2 separate regions of the Rattus norvegicus genome follow, and region 2 is linked to region 1. Evidence: chromatin contacts called from public Hi-C data. All regions are on one chromosome and are shown on one strand. The core of a region is the stretch at or near the end of the contact, and the rest is flanking DNA. Distances in the headings are between cores, read along the strand shown.

Region 1 (7,747 bases), core at 3,275-5,774:
CTGGTGGTCAGGCACACACTCTAATCATGGTCTCCAAGCTTGTGTCATCTTATACCACCAAGACAATGCCTTTCCGGTTCAGCATCAATAAGACACAACTATCCAAATTTGGTGTACGTGTGCGCGTGTGTGTGTGTGTGTGTGTGTGTGTGTGTGTGTGTGTGTGTGTGTTGTATCTTGTGTCTGCATATACCCATGCAGGTATCCACTTTGGTTGGGCCAAAGAGGGCATGAGATCCCCTTGAAGCTGGAATTACAGGCATCCACCAGACATGGATGCTGGGAACTGAACTTAGATCCTCTGGAAGGACAGCAATGTTCTTAACCACTGACCCATCTCTCAGCATCCCAAGAGTTATTGATTAGTGGAATACCACAGACTCCTAAAATAGACACTCCTTACAGCCGACTGCTATCATTCTTACTTAACTTCTAGAATTTGACAGTCGGCTGTAAGGAGTCTGAAGACATCATGTACATACCTAAGACATGAAGAAATCAAAAGTATTAGGCAGTTTTACCCAGTTGTAAGCCCCACAAGCTCACAATGGCAAGCCTGGCAAGTATATCCACTGGCATGTGGTAATATATGCATTAGTGGCACGAATGTTATAGGAGTAACCAGTCACTTTCTGGTCGGATTTAAACCCTGTTCTACAAAATGCACTCTATGTTTTGTGTGGCCAAAAACTCATGTCCAGCTAGGTTATAGGCCCTAGGAGAGAACCTAATACTATTATTCTACTACATGGACATAATAATAAACTGCTCCCTAAATTAATCTTTATACCCCTAGATTAGTACACCTCTCAACCCTCATCACAGAAGCTTTTTACAGGAGAGATTAATAGACACTCACAGTTGGTCGATACACAGGGGAGTGCCCAGCTCTACATGGAACACCTGTGTAATACTTGCTCCCTCTCACCAAGGCTCGGGGATCACTGCAGAGGAGAGGTCAGTCAGAAAGATGACAGTGGATGTCTACACTGAAACAGGATTTGCTGTACATGACAGCACTGGGCACATGAACAAATGCCAGTTGTGACAGCGTTCGCAAGACCAAGGCTGCCAGGGTCCCAGCACAAATGGGGAAAGGCTCACCCCAGCTGAGGAGCTCCTGGTACTTGATGACTGCTTTGGGGAGGAAGAGTCAGTTTCCTTCAAGGATGCAGCCCCTAAAAGAACAACCAATGCTCCTATCCCCCGTGCACATAAACACAGCAGCACTAAATGGACTCCGCATGTTTTCAACTGCAGGGAGAGCGAGGAAGCTCATGAAGTTGGGAGGAGAAACTGGGAAGTGACTGGGAGGTAGAGACGATCAAAACACACACATGCATGTGTGAAGTTCTCAATAAAAAATGTTTGTTCTCTTCTCACCCACAACCATCATGCCACCACACTTGGCAACCCTCTCACCATGCTGAACATCAAAGAAGCAGATCTAAGATCCTCCCCATGTCTTAAAACTGGCATGGGAAGGCCATTCCGTTATAACACACAAATTAGGGTTTAATTACAAGGGGCACGGTGAGGTCCTGAAAGAGGGATGCTTTGGGAAGACAGAGACTGACCAGGGCCCGACTGACCCCTCAGTCCAGAGGTCATCACCCTCCCATACCTCCACCTCCTCCTCTGAGGGACGGGGGCCACTGTGAATGCCAAAACATCGGTCCTCAAGTTCTCCACAAATGTGCTGTGTGCCGCTGTAGCAGAGAGCACAAAGTACAGAGGCAGACACGACCGTTTCTCCCGGCTCACTGAGTTTACTACAGACTTGGCACAATGTGGGCATTCCTAGTCCTAAGCAAAATAAGAGCACTACCAGAGACTCCAGCGTGAGCCACCCATTAGCTCGGGTTCCACTGAGAATGACAACGGCTACCCAAAAGGGCCCCTATTATTAAGGTGAGTATCAAGCCATCAAGAGGAGATCATTGTGGAAGAACAATTAAAAAAAAAAAAAGAAACGAAAGAACATCCTCTCACTAACAAGACCCTAGAGTGTAGCTTTAAGAATGGGAAATGAGTCACACTCAGCTGGAGGTCCTCCTCTCCTCCAGAGCCAGGAGCTCCAGTCAGGTGCATTCCATTCCTGGCACCCGCTTTCAAAGGGTTTCATCAGACTTCTGTATGTGCAGCCACAGAGCTGAGCAGCCATCTGAGAGAAACACGAGAACCTTTCAGCACTTCTGACAGGGACTCACACACTGCTCTCAGAGGAACCCATCAGCTCTATCTCCTCACCATCAGCTGGGGAGTTGAGGGGAAGACAGTGCCCTCCACAACACTGCAAGACTCCAATGCCACACAGAAGCCATGGTTCTTAATGGGTCTGGAAGCATCTGAAGCCACCACAGGCAACCGTGACCACTCAGGGGGCCCAGGTGCACTGAGAGCCAGTCCCTCTTAAGGATGGAGGTTGCCTGGACCCTCCCCTAGAATTACAATATATCCTGTGGAGAGTTAGTCAGCTTCCAGCCTGCCTGGGATGTGGTTCAAGTACACGAGGCTGCCAAATGCCAAGAGGATCAGCAACAGAGCCTCCACCATCTCCATCCCAGCAGCCAAGTTTTAAACCCAAACACTTCAGGGTTAGAAGTTCAGAAGGCAGAGGAGCCAAGCTTTCCTGGGGGCAGAGGCGTCTCACAGCAGGGGGAGGAGCCCAGGACGTACCTGCACCTGCTTCTGAACACACTCCTGCTGGACTTGGAGAGCTCCTGTGGTCCTCAATAGAGGCCTCACCAGCCTTTGGCAGGCACAGTATTATACTAGGACAAGCCACCTGCAGGCCTTCTACTGTCACTGGCCAACAGCAACTCAAGAGGACAGGCTGCTAATCTACTGGCTGAACTATGACACACTGCCCACTTAGATGCCACCTGCTCCCCCAGGTAAATGATGGCAGGCCCAGAGAAACAATCCAAGGAAACAGTTCAGGGACCTAGTAGGGGAGAAACGTGAGCCATTGGTAGTCCAAAGAGAACACAGGCCAGGGCAAAGCTGCCAGCTCCATCCTCCCCTGCAGCGATACTGCCCTGGCTGACACTGAGGGGTTAGAACAGTGTTCCAGGCAAACACAGGCTTAAAGACAGCAGGATCATTCACTTTTCCTCCTCTTGGGTAGCTCCCAAGTGGCAGGTGTATTAAAGTGCCCCCTTCAGCAAGAGAATATCAAGGTGTCCTGCCTCCCTAAAAAGGTTATACTTTGACTTTAATGCAAAACGCCCAGCGTTTGTACAAGGCCAGCCTGATCAGCAGCACTGGGACATGATGCTGCCTCGGTCCCATTGGCTTCCTACATGCGCCAAATCCAAATGCCTCCCCTGTATCCGCGAACTGGGAAAAAAAGACAGCCGTGAAGCAACTGAATAAGCTGGCCAGAACAGCACCCCCAGCAGCAGCGCTTCTCAAAACACATCTTCAACGTCCATGGAAGACGCTCAGGCCAGGCCTGATAACCTGTCATGGATCCTGTGGCGCCATCCCAAGCAGCTGCCCCCAGGCGTCTGCTGGGCCCGGACGGGACATGCGGGAGGCCCAGGACCTGGCGGCACCGTGCCACTTTCTCACAGGAGAGACTCCATTGTCCATTATCAAATGAACGCCGATAATCCATCTTCCCTGGCAGACTGGCCGGCCTTGCGGGACAAGAGGCACCGCAGTGCTCTCTCCGCCGGGCAGCCGCGTGTGTATACACGCAAACACACAAGCGCGCACACACCCCGCCGCGCCAGGGGCGCCCGCTCCCCCGCGCTTTCCAGAAGCCCCGGGCGGTCTGGCCCTCACCTTCGATGGCGATGACGTGCTCCCGAATCTGGTTCTGCAGCACCGGCTCCTCCACGCGCTCCAGCAGCTCGTAGATGGAGTAGATGTTGGGGTGAACCGACTCGAAGCGCTGGATCTCGGCCCGGATGGCAGCCGAGTTGGCCAGCTGCTGCTGGTAGTTCATGGTGCAGGCGCGGCGCCCAAAGCCGCGCGCCCCCCGTCGCCGCCGCCCCGCGCCCCGGAGCCCCGCGGGCTACCGAGACCCGGGGCGCCGCAGCCCCCGGAGAGCACGGAGCCGAGGAGGCGCAAAAAAGAAAGCCGAGGATGAAGCAGTAGAGGGATTCAGTTCATGCCAGGGACCAGCGTCCCGGGTCAGCGGGCCGTCCGGGGAGACCGCGGCGCCATGGAGCGCGGCCGGCCGCGGAGGAGGCTTGCTCGGGCGCCTTCCCGCGCCGCAGCCGCCTGCACCCCTACGCGCCGGCCGGCCGAGCAGCCATTAAAGCGCAGGCAGCGCCGCGCTGCGAGTGCCGGGGCCGAGGCCCCCGGGCAGTGGCCGCTCTGCTCCGGGGCGCACGGCTGCGGCTGGGTCCGCGCGCTTGTGAGCGCTGTGCTACCGCGCGCTCCGGGGCCCTCAGCTGCCTTGCGCCGTCCGCCGAGCCGAGACCGAGCTGTGGGCGCCTTGCCAGCCGCGGAGACCGCTCCGAGCGCCGCCCGCCGCTGCCCGGCCAGCCCCCTCCCTGGCACGCAGGGCTCTGGCCCACGTCGGCCCCGCCCCCGCCCGCGCTCGCCGCCCTCCGGCCGCCGCTGCGTCCTCCGCGGCGCTTCCCAGCGCGCCGGATCCCGGGGAATTGCGCCAGACCCCGCCCCGCGCTGCCTCTGGGCTTGCTGGGACTTGTAGTCCATCGCGCCGACCGGCCCGCGCGCGTGGGGTGCGCTCTGCGCTCGCGTCGCAGCGCACTGGGCGGGCCCCGCGGGATGCCCGGACGCCCCTAAAGCCTGCTGATCTGAGTGCTGAGAGCCCTGGGCCCTCTCTGTTATCCCCACTGCCCCGTGCCAGCCCCAGCGCCTCCGTACGGACAAGGTGGCGCGCGAGCCCGCCCGCCCCGCGCTTTTGTTTGTTTGCCAGCAGAGCGCTTAAGGAACCTCTGCGACACGCAGGGTCCCCTCCCCCGCCTGACAACTTTCTGCCTCCTTTTCTGAACCCAGCAGGCGAGTTACTTCCCTTCCCATGGGATACACGGGGTCCTGATCAAGAAACTGAACTTGAGGCGGGGATGGTAGGTGGGACGGGATTCCACGGGGTCTTCTAGGCTTCTCCACGAAAAGGTTGCACAACTGAGTTGTAGCCTCCAAGCCACAGCCCTCCGAGCGCTCAACACTACCCTACTTTAGCTCAGTCCAGGAGCTCATGAAGCTGGACCGCACTGCAGCTGAGAGGTCATCCCAACGTCTCCGAGTGAATTAGGTTGTAAATTTCCAAGAATTCAGGGTGAGTCCGAGGCCTTAAAGGTCCTAGATCAATGCACTGTGGCAGAGTCCCTGTCTCGCCGTGCAGGGGTGTTTCATAAACATTCAAATGTCCTGTGCCCTACCAGGTTCAAATGTAAGCTAATGGACAGCCCAGGGACCCAGGCAGTCTAGTTCTTGGCTCTTGGAACTCTTCCGGGTTCCAGTATTTGTCAGGTAGGTGTACTGTTCCGCCTTCCTTGTCCCTAACACAACAGAGGCCCTGACTTGTTCTGTGACTTGCCTCTGACTTTGCCCTTAGAGTGACGCTAGTAGAGATACTGGCATGTGGGTTCATCCTACTGTAAGCAATTCGTCCCTACTTCACCTTGAAACCCCAACTCTTTGTGAAGTAGTTCCAGGGCCTCCCCTGCTTCACATCTGGCTTCTCGATCTCTTTGGGGGTTCCTTTGTACTTCCCTAAGCTTTAAATATGGATGACCCTGGGACTAGTCCTTAGACCTGTTTTATTTGCCTCTCTTATGGCTTTGAATACCGTATAGAAGTTGATGAGACTAAATGTTCTGTCCCAAACCTATCTTCTTCACATCCCCCTCCTCTTCACATCCAACTGTTGGGTTGAACATAACTTTTCTCATGTTGGACATCCTGTAGTCTCAGCGCTCAAGAGACCGAAACCAGAGGATTGCTGTGGACTCAAGGTGAGACCCTGCTTTAAAAAAATAAAATAGTAGAGCACTTACCTAGGAAGCGCAAGACCCTGGGTTCGGTCCCCAGCTCCGAAGAAAAAGAACCAAAAAAATAAAATAAAATAAAATAAAATAAAATAAAATAAAATAAAATAAAATAAAAATCGGACATCGTCCCCATGCCTGTGAACCTCTTCCCACCCCAGTCCCAGGCAGTACAGATCTTTGTTCACTGATCTGAAACTGCAGTGTGTGGTCTTTTCTGCTCGTGTCCTCTTAGATCCCAGAACGTCAGCTCTGCCTTTGGACCAGCCAGAATCTGCTCACTTTCTGTCACTCTGCTAAGGCTTAATTATATAGTCTCTGAATTAGTGTTTGAGAACTAACCTAGGCCTTCTTCCTGTTTCCTCACTAACCATTCTCAAGAAAATAATTCTAGTGAGACTCTAAGCCTAAGCCTTGACTCTCCTCTGCTCAAAACCCTCCCTCCTATGCCACCCATCCTCTCTGGCTCCCCCAGCCCTCCTGGCTTACTTGTTTACCAAGAGCTGGGCAGAGTCTCCATTTCCTCAACTTGTGTTGTTGTTTGGTTTGCTTTGGTTTTTCAGGTTGTTTGGTTGGTTCTAGTTTTGGTTTCGTTTTTTTAAGACTCACACAGCCCTGGCCAGCCTCAAATTTGCTATATAGCCAAGGTTAACCTTAAATTCTGATCTTTCCCACGCCTCTCAAATGTAATTAGGGTCATAGACATGTACTACCAACACCTAGTTTATTCTGGGCTGGGAATCAAACCCCAGGGCCTCCTCTATTCTGGGCAAGCATTCCTCATCCAAGCTACATCTCCAGTGTGCATTATCATACTAAGCTTGTAAGTTGACCTGCCCCAAGGACCCTATTAGAAGACACAGGACTTCATTGTGCATAGCAACAACGGTGGACAGAACAGTGGTGGTTTTATATGCCCATAAACTGACTTCCAAGTCACACTGGGTTATATCAGGGGCCAGGGGATACAGGGTGGCTCTATATGAGCAGAACCTGGGCATGAGAGTCCATATTCTTCAGAGAAGAGTAGAGATGACCCATGGCAGGAAAGATGGAACTCTGGGCTACAGGACCCACTCTCAGGAGTTCTAGCCACCATGTCAAAGCTCCACGGACCACACAGCTCAAACAGAAGAGGTGTAAGATCCAGGTGTCAGTGAGGTTGGCTTCTCCCATGAGCCCCTCCTCAACTCAGAGATGAACGTTTTCTCCCAGCATCCTTGCCCAATGTCCTCTGTGTCTGCACTCTAATCTCCTCATTGAATGACATCAGTCCTGTTGGATCAGGGCCAGCCAGCCAGCCCTGTTGACCTAATCGCCACTTAGTTGCCTCTTTAGAGAGTCGGTCTCTTAATATGGCCCTTTTGAGGGTCATGGAGTTTAGAGCTTCATAGGCATCTGAGGGACACAATTCATCCATGAGAGTACCCCTCTCACTAGACCACCTCTGCTTCCAACCCATCCTCTCCTCTCCAGGCACCCTGACCTCCTTGCTGTCCTCTGAGAACACACAGTGACAGGAACATCTTCCCTCAAAGCCTTCACCCGCTCATCACTTCCTGCATGTATTCACTCTAAAACCACCCTCTCTGAGACCTTCCCTGATACCCTGTGGAAGGTGGTATTCCAGTTCATCAATACTAGTGCCTCACCTCCTTGTGGGTAAAAAGAACGCTAGTTTCTAAGGATATATCATTGGGCCCCTGGAGCTGTCTTATAAGTTCTAGAAGGGCCAGAGCTGTGTCAACACGCTTTTGACTTCTGACCTTTGGAAC
Region 2 (7,747 bases), core at 2,112-4,611, 59 kb before region 1:
CTCCAGTCAAGAGGAGAAAACCGATGCACAGTGTCTGCCAGGGGCTTCTTGGAGCCCTGGCTGGGCCGTGCCAGATTGGTAAGTACAGGACACCCAGTGGCCTCTGGCACTCCTCTGAGAAGTCAGCACAGAGACGCAGAGCGGCAGAGGTGCCGAGGCGAGGGCACGGAGATGCGGACTCTGCGGCTGTAGCGGTTATGGACACATGTGCACAGCTGGAGGTTTAGGCCTTCAACAGTGAACCAACCCAGGTGGCTTGAAACAATGGCCATCTACTCTGACAGCTCTGGAGGCCAGGAAGTCCATCCGTAAGGTAGGTGGCCTTGCTCCTCAGGAAGGCTTTAGGCGAGCACCCTGCCTTGCCTCTGCCTAGCTGCCTGAATGCTATGCACCCTGAGCTCTAGTCTGACAAGTGAATACAGCTCTTCCTGATCCCTCCCCTAACATCTTCCCTCCTGAACAGGAACCTGGGACATCAGCACACTGCCCTGGCTGCTGACTTTCACCACAGTGGCTTTACTTCACTTTCTTGCCTAGCTGACTCAAAAAGGGATGAATCTCTGAAGGTCAGTCATTTCATGACAGAACTCCAAACTCTCACAGGACCTCCAGAAGGTAGAGAGATGAAAAGACTCAAAATTATACACCTGCTTCTCCCTGCACGTCTGGCAGACCTGTGTATACTGCAGACCCTAAACACTGAAAAGCATTGTGCCAAAACATAAAAATTTATTTAAACAACTTTTTAAAAATGTGACAAATAAAAAAAATAAAAAAATAAAAAAATGTGACAAATATAACATAAACATAACAATAAAATTCACCATCCTAGCCATTTTTTAACATACAGTCCATTAACCATAATTACATTTATAGAGTTCTGCTTACTACAGTTCTTTTTATACAATGTAATACTTTCATTAATTCTTTGAGACTGGTTGTAGAGAACTTGCCCACAATTAATGTATTTGATACATTTTGTTTGTTTGTTTACTTGTTTGGTTGGTTTGGTTTTTTATTTTGGGGTTTTTCAAGACAGGCTGACCTGGAACTCACTCTGAAGACTAGGCTATCCTGGAACTCACAGAGCTCTGCCTCTGCCTCCTAAGTGCTGGGATGAAAGGCATGTGCCACCCCTGTCCAGTCATTTGATAGAAAGAAGCCTCACCCACTGGCTTCTCCCCAAACCCTTAGCCATGGGTCCTTGCCACAGAACATGAGGGGTGTGACTCAGCCAGGGCCTGTCTGATGGTTCCTTAAGACCAGAGCTCCCACACCTATGCATCCTGCACCACTGACCTCTGGGCAGCTCCCAGGATCCTGCTTCCTCTGAGATTCTGCTTTTACCTGGGTCCTCCAACCTCCAGTCAGAACAACACTGAGAACTACTTCTCATGAGGGCTAATCTTGATTAACACCGTGCAGATCAAGCCCTCTGCACACAGAGCTCTCTTCTCTGTTCCAAGATCCTCCTCTTTCCCTCAAACTTATACACACACAGAGAGAGACGTGTGTTGTGTGTGCGTGCATACACACGTTAGCCCAACCACATGTATACACACAGATATGACAGAGTGGGAGGAGAGAGGTGGAAGAGAGAGAGAGAGAGAGAGAGAGAGAGAGAGAGAGAGAGAGAGAGCCCACCCTGCCCACCCTGTCCAGGCCTTGCTAGCTTTGTCTTTCCCTTCAGTACAAAGGGAAATCTATTAGGTCCAAGCCTACAGACATGAGGCTTTTGTGCAGCACTGAAAAGGGGGATCGAATGTCAGGAATAGCAAACCTACTCTCTCCTGGAGGAGGGCTGCAAACAAGGCTGCTGAATGCACTTTTTGTTCACTGGCTCAATTAGCAGAGCCATCGAGGTGATGACGACACACACTCTCCCTTGGCCAATGCTGGGGATGCTCAGAGTTCACAGGAGGAAGAAGTCACAGCTAACTGCCTGCCGGGTGCCATCTGCACAGCCACATTCTAGGCAGCAAGGGACTCTCAGACACCACCATCCTGCAAGCAGCCAGGGATATGAGAGCACTTCAGGTGAGCAGGCAGCAGTTCCTCTGGCAAGGGCTCCGAGCTGAAGTTGACACCACAGCAGCCAGCCGCATGTAGCTAAGAGCGCCTGCACCATGAGGCTGGAGCTAATGCTGTAGTGCAACCAGGACTGAGGAGAGCGCACACTCAGCGCCAATGGAACCAGCTCATTCCAACTAAAAGGATGTGCATCAATTGGCAGATTCAACAGTGTAGTCAAGTCCACACTGCTTCGTGCTGCTCTTCTGTGCGACTACCAGAAGGGGGTAAATGACATCAGTGGTTCCACTTCCAACAAACAGACTTTAGAGAGCCCAGGCAGGGTGGCCACATAAATCCTGCTCGGTGAGGATGAAGAGGTGGAGCTTAGTGTTTACAGCTGAGTGGCAGGGGCATGTCTGTGGAAGGATCCAGAACTGGGATGGACCTGAGATGAGGCAGCAGCTATGCAAGCCCATGCACAGTGCCACCTACAGAAATCTGAGTCCGGGATGGAGGAGGAGGGCCCAGAAGCTGTGTGAGGTTCAGTGTGGACTTCAGTTATCACTGCTCCACATCTTTTATGAAGACACAAAGGAAAAGGGATGGCTTTATCCGATTTCAGCAGGTTGTTCAGAGAAGACAGGCTTGCCTTCCTACACCCAGGAAAGAGTTAGTGATTTTACAGAGAGAAAGGGACCTCTGCAACTTCCAGAAGAAAGTCTCCATACACTGATGTATAAAAAGGGGAAAGCTAGATGGAGGGTTTCTACAAAGGCGTCCGTGGTTAACCACCCCCAGCTGTCTGCTACCTTCTGGAAGCTTTTCTCCAGCTGCCCGGACCGACCGACCGGTCTTCTGACTTCTGCAGCTGATCCACTAGCAGTGCCCCTGCCCTCAGGGTGAGTGAGTTCCACTCACTGCTCACTGAAGCAGAGAAGCAAGGCAGGGCAGGAGCTACAGGGAGGATCGCGGTGGGGGTGGGGAGTGTTCACACCTGCCACACTCAACCCCATCTCTACTGCCGCCCTGCTGGACACCTCCTCCTTTCAAGTCTTCTCCATGTAAGCAGTACCACCTGATGTCCTCTAAAGCAAACTAAAATGCAAGTAACTAAAGCCCCCACCACGCCAAGTACCGTTCAGAACACTCGGTGATAACGAGTTATAGGCTACAGGGCCTCTAGCAGCTGGAAGAACAATGAACCATCCATCGCCCCCCCTACCCCCAATTCATCTGCACATCACCCTGTAAACCAAAGGCGGGACCCACACAGCTGGGTGCCTCCTTTTATCCCTCCTGGGTTTGCCCAACATATTCTGGATCTTAAGTCCCTTCAGAAACCAAAGGGCCTTTCCTCAGTGCCATGTGCTCTGCCCAGTGACTGGCAGGAAGGGCTCTCCCAGTGTCCACTGAGGGATGGATGTTCCTGCAAGTTAGTGAGAACTCAAGGTCAAGGGGCCAGGGAAGGCTATCCACACTCCACATCCTGAAACAGGCCACGCCCTGTGAATCCTGATCCATCAACAACAGATGAACAGTCACTGCCACAGACTTTCACAGCCAGGAACTGAGTCCCTCAGCACAGCACCTTTCACTATAATGGACACCTCTCAAAAACCATGAGCAAGAATAAAGCCCCCTGCCCCAACACTGCTTCTGTCTGGTAGTCTAGTCATGGCAGTGCAGAGTACAGAGTGGCCGATCGCTACTGCTGAAGCAACCCAGACATAAACACCCATGCTCACAGCTGCAATTCACTTGATCAGATAACACATGGGAACTTCATCTCATTACACAGGTTATGTGTTTAGTAAAACAACAATGACATCTTAACACACAATTACCTCAGTCCCCTTACACCATCCCACTAAGGGGAGGCAGCTTTTCTGCCCAGGCTTCCTGCCTGGTGACCAAAGCAAGGTGGACTTAATGACTGGTTTTTGCTTTTTGCCTTTCAATTTTATTATTTGGATTATTTTATTTTACTCATATGAGTGTTTTGCGCACACACACACACACACACACACTCTCTCTCTCTCTCTCTCTCTCTCTCTCTCTCTCTCTCTCTCTCTCTCTCTCTCTCTCTCTCTCTCACGCACACCATAGATGTGCCTGGTGTCCGTGGAGGTTAGAAGAGGGTGTAGTTAGTATCTCCTGGACTGGAGTTACGGATGATTCTGAACCACCTGGGTGCTGGGAATTGAATCCAGGTTCTCTGCAAAGCACCAAGTGCTCCTAAGCACAGAGGCAACTCTCCTGCCGCCATCATGGCTGTTTCTGTTAAGCTTAAAAAGGCTTAAGGAGCAGGTTTCAAAACACATTCGCTAACTAAATCCCCAGCATGGACTCCTGCTGGGAACCAATAGCAACTTTTAGAGACAGCTGACCTAACACCAGCTCCATGGGCTAAAACCTCAAGAAACCCAGGTCGGCCTTCCAGGAAGGCAATAGTTGAGAACCCAGGGAACCAGCAAGAGGCCCCGTGCCAACAGAGGACAGGCCTCTGAGAGAAGAGGTTGTGTAAGCACTGGGGAAAGCTGGAAAGATCGCCAAAGCCTCTGGAGCTGGCTCCAGTCCTAGGGCGGAAGGTGACAGCCTCCCAGCTGGTCTCAGTGATGGGCACTGGGCGTAAATGGACTTTAGAAACATACATTGCACAGGGTAAAGCCACCAGCTCTACCATCCAGAACAGAGCATGTTAACCAGGTCTCTTGTCTTCCTACCATACAGCCGCCAAGCTCACCTTGGTGGGTGATGCTGGTCACATCCACATCCTTCCACACCACCAGAGGACCCAGACCTTAAGACCAACAGTCCTGTTTCCAAACTTACGTTTCCTTCTAACAGTTAATTACAGAGCTTAACTAAACATTACGCCGACTGCTCAAATGGGTTTTAATAAGACTAACTGTAATTATATTGCTTGACAAAACACTGCACACACGGACTAAGTCACACCAAGAATGGGCTTTCCTTTGAAAAACAAGTAGAACGTAGTGGAAGGAGTCAGTGAAGAGAGCATACCTTTGAAAACAAGACACCTGCAATGAAACACAGGCAAGAGCACCTGCAAGCCTGAATGGGTACAAGGGCAGCCCCAGGAGCTGTCTGCTTATGCATATGTATTTATCCGTACCCTAAAACAAATGCAGTCAGCACCAGGAGGTTCCCAGGCTGGTCCCTCTCACCCTTGCAACACATGCTGAGCACACAGTAGGTCCTCATTAGAGGCAGCTAATAGGGCTGTGAGGTCTCTAGAAGGCCTGTCATACTTCTGGCCCAGATGAAGAAGGTGGCTACATCCCAGGCAGGTGAAATATGAGCTGGGACAGAGGCCTTGGTGTAGACAAAGGGACAGGAGCATGCGCAGATGAGCAAATCACAGAGCAGGTGATGGGCAAGCAGGGGTGAGGGAAGATGAGCCAGCATGGTGTTGCAAAGCCAGGAGACTGGGGCGGGGGGCATGGCACAGGTAGAAGAACCCCACTGATATTGATGGACACCGGCCCCATGAACAACCCTGGGGGAGAGCAAACAAACACAGGAAGGCTCAACTGGTGGGTTCAATAGGGGAAGTCTTCAGGCCAGGGCTGTCCATGGGCTGAATGCCATTCCCAAAATATGCTTACAGAAACCCTGAGTCACAGGGCACAGCTGGCTCTGACAGCTGGTATAGCCAGTTGACACCGGACAGGGCAGTCTCCTCCCCTTTTTTCTCAGGAGCTTAGTATGCTTCCTCATTGTAGTTGTCAATCAAAGCACATTGTTCAGACCCAGTCATCAGCTATGTCCCACTAATGCCAATAGCACAGGTCTGGGCAGAACTCAGACCTGTAGCTGTCCAAAATAGGAAGTCACTTTCCCTTCCCTGAGTGCCGACTCTGCCCTAGGGCGTGTAAGCAACCCGTCTCCAGATTAGCGGCCTTCACAACACCTTCACAGGCTCCACGTTTCACGAAGGTTTGTGCTGTGCAGGAAAGCCTGGCGGGTGGTTGGGTGGTGCGTACTTGTGATCCCAGCACTCGGGAGCTGAAGGCCAGTGCAGGCTACACGGCAAGACCCTGTAGTCCAACACAAAACAAAAGTATTGGAAAGCCAAGGTCCGCAGAGTTAGGCACCAAGTGTACACGGTTACACATCAACTGTGGTCACACACTGTCCTAATGATGGCAGTGGTCCACAGCTGAGGTCACCGCAGCAGCACATGGCTGGCTCCCAAGAGTCAGGAACTCCTTTTTGGTTTTGTTTCCTTTATGAGATAGGGTCCCATGTGGCCTCCATCTGGCTATGTAGCCAAGCCGGCACTGCCGTCACCTCCAAGTGAGGATAAGTGATTACAGGTGTGAGCCGCCACGCCCAGGGCTTCATGCATGGGAGGCAAGCGCCCAGCCATCTGAGCCACGTCTCCTATCCCTGAGAATGGATTGTTAATTGAATTTAAATAGCCACAGGTAGTTAGTATCTGCCACACGGTAAGGTGCTGAGCTAGTTAACGCCTACAGAAAATCTCCAATGTTCTGCTACAAGCAAAAGACAGCTAGCAAGAGAAAAGATAGGGCCAGCATGGGGCTGTGGACTTATGATCCCAACACTGAAGAAGCAGAGGCAGGAGGATTGCTGCAAGTTCCAGGCCAGCCAGGGACATATAGCAAAGCTTTGTTTCAAAATAAAATTTTTTTTAATTAATAAAAAGGTAGACAAGAAAGCAGACGCCGTGACCGCAGCAGTTGCATTTAAAATACATTCCGAAGCTACACCGACTGGGGGAAGGACACGGGGACCAGGGTCATGCAGTGCCGCTCACAACGCCCACACAGTCCAGACGAAAGCAATCAAAGGAAGGCCTTTCCATCCTCTATGCATCTGAAATGCTCGAAAACAAAACACTGTAGAGAATAATAATCCAGTAGCCACACACCCTGGTACAGTCTTCAAATCTAAGTCACACAAGACCACTCCACACAAGTCAGGAAGAAGTATCTTCACACTGACATCGTACATGTGCTAGTCACCCCTCCCCATTGGCCCTTACATCATGCTATTAATTATGCCAGGCACTGGTGAGTCCCGAAACTGCTGGTCAAACGCTCAGGAGCAGGATGCTAACAAGGTGAGTACCCCTTGATCCTGAGGGAGAAACAGAGAACTAACAGAGTCTCCTACCCCACGGGGTCAATGACATGTTCACACCTGGTCCTAGGTGAGAGTCCAGGTTCACACTTAGCCACACTTCTGCCCCAAGTTAAATGGCTCAGTGCTGCAAGAACCTTAAGTCTGGGCACACAGCATGCTAGGGCATCAGTCAGAACAGAAACAGAAGGATCTGCAGAAAGCAAGCAGGGGGTCTCGAGTATCTGCTCTGAGCAACTGGACTCTGACAGGCCCCAGGGTTGTGGCAGCTGGGGCCTCCCAGGCCTACTACCATACATCAGACAGAATCAGTGTCTATGGCAAATGACACTGAGTAATAGCAGTCACTTCCCCAGACAGTCTCCCTACACAGAGCAGGCTGGAGGCAGCATTTAAACCCAGCTTACAGGCAACACCACATGTCCTCACTCTTGGTTGCTGGTAGACAGGCCTCTGTGAGGTTCCAGAGGTACAGGCTATGGTTGTGATCACAAATAGAGCTTCGAAGGTTGTGTGGGCTGGAAATGGTGCTTACAAAGAAAGCCCAGAGATCTCTCAGGAGCCACATTCCAGGAGCAGCACCATGCACTCAGAAAAAAGGCCC

The links. Hi-C and Micro-C count contacts between places; a contact is called where the count stands out from the background.
Region 2: a Hi-C map of Schwann cells shows a contact between it and region 1, with 4 times the contacts expected there. The contact joins the enhancer-like site here to the promoter of Agap1 in region 1. A contact is called at or near these places in 11 of 12 Hi-C or Micro-C datasets (the A7r5 cell line, the Rat2 cell line, Schwann cells and 7 more) and 1 of 1 datasets of contacts at active chromatin or transcription factors (oligodendrocytes).

The regions. Positions count from the first base shown.
Region 1 is chr9:97,484,183-97,491,929 of GRCr8, reverse strand. It overlaps Agap1 (ArfGAP with GTPase domain, ankyrin repeat and PH domain 1), which reads right to left and starts at 4,524. Exons shown (of 18, transcript NM_001401593.1): 1 at 3,793-4,524. The coding sequence starts at 3,955.
Region 2 is chr9:97,541,870-97,549,616 of GRCr8, reverse strand. All of the region lies in intron 1 of Agap1 (ArfGAP with GTPase domain, ankyrin repeat and PH domain 1), which reads right to left. Among named protein-coding and RNA genes, the nearest start is that of Agap1, 58 kb to the right of the region's middle. Within about 2 kb of position 3,361, at least 18 of the 93 cell types and tissues checked have an H3K27ac peak or open chromatin away from gene starts, as enhancers often do. A contact at or near this core is called in Schwann cells, where this site is marked.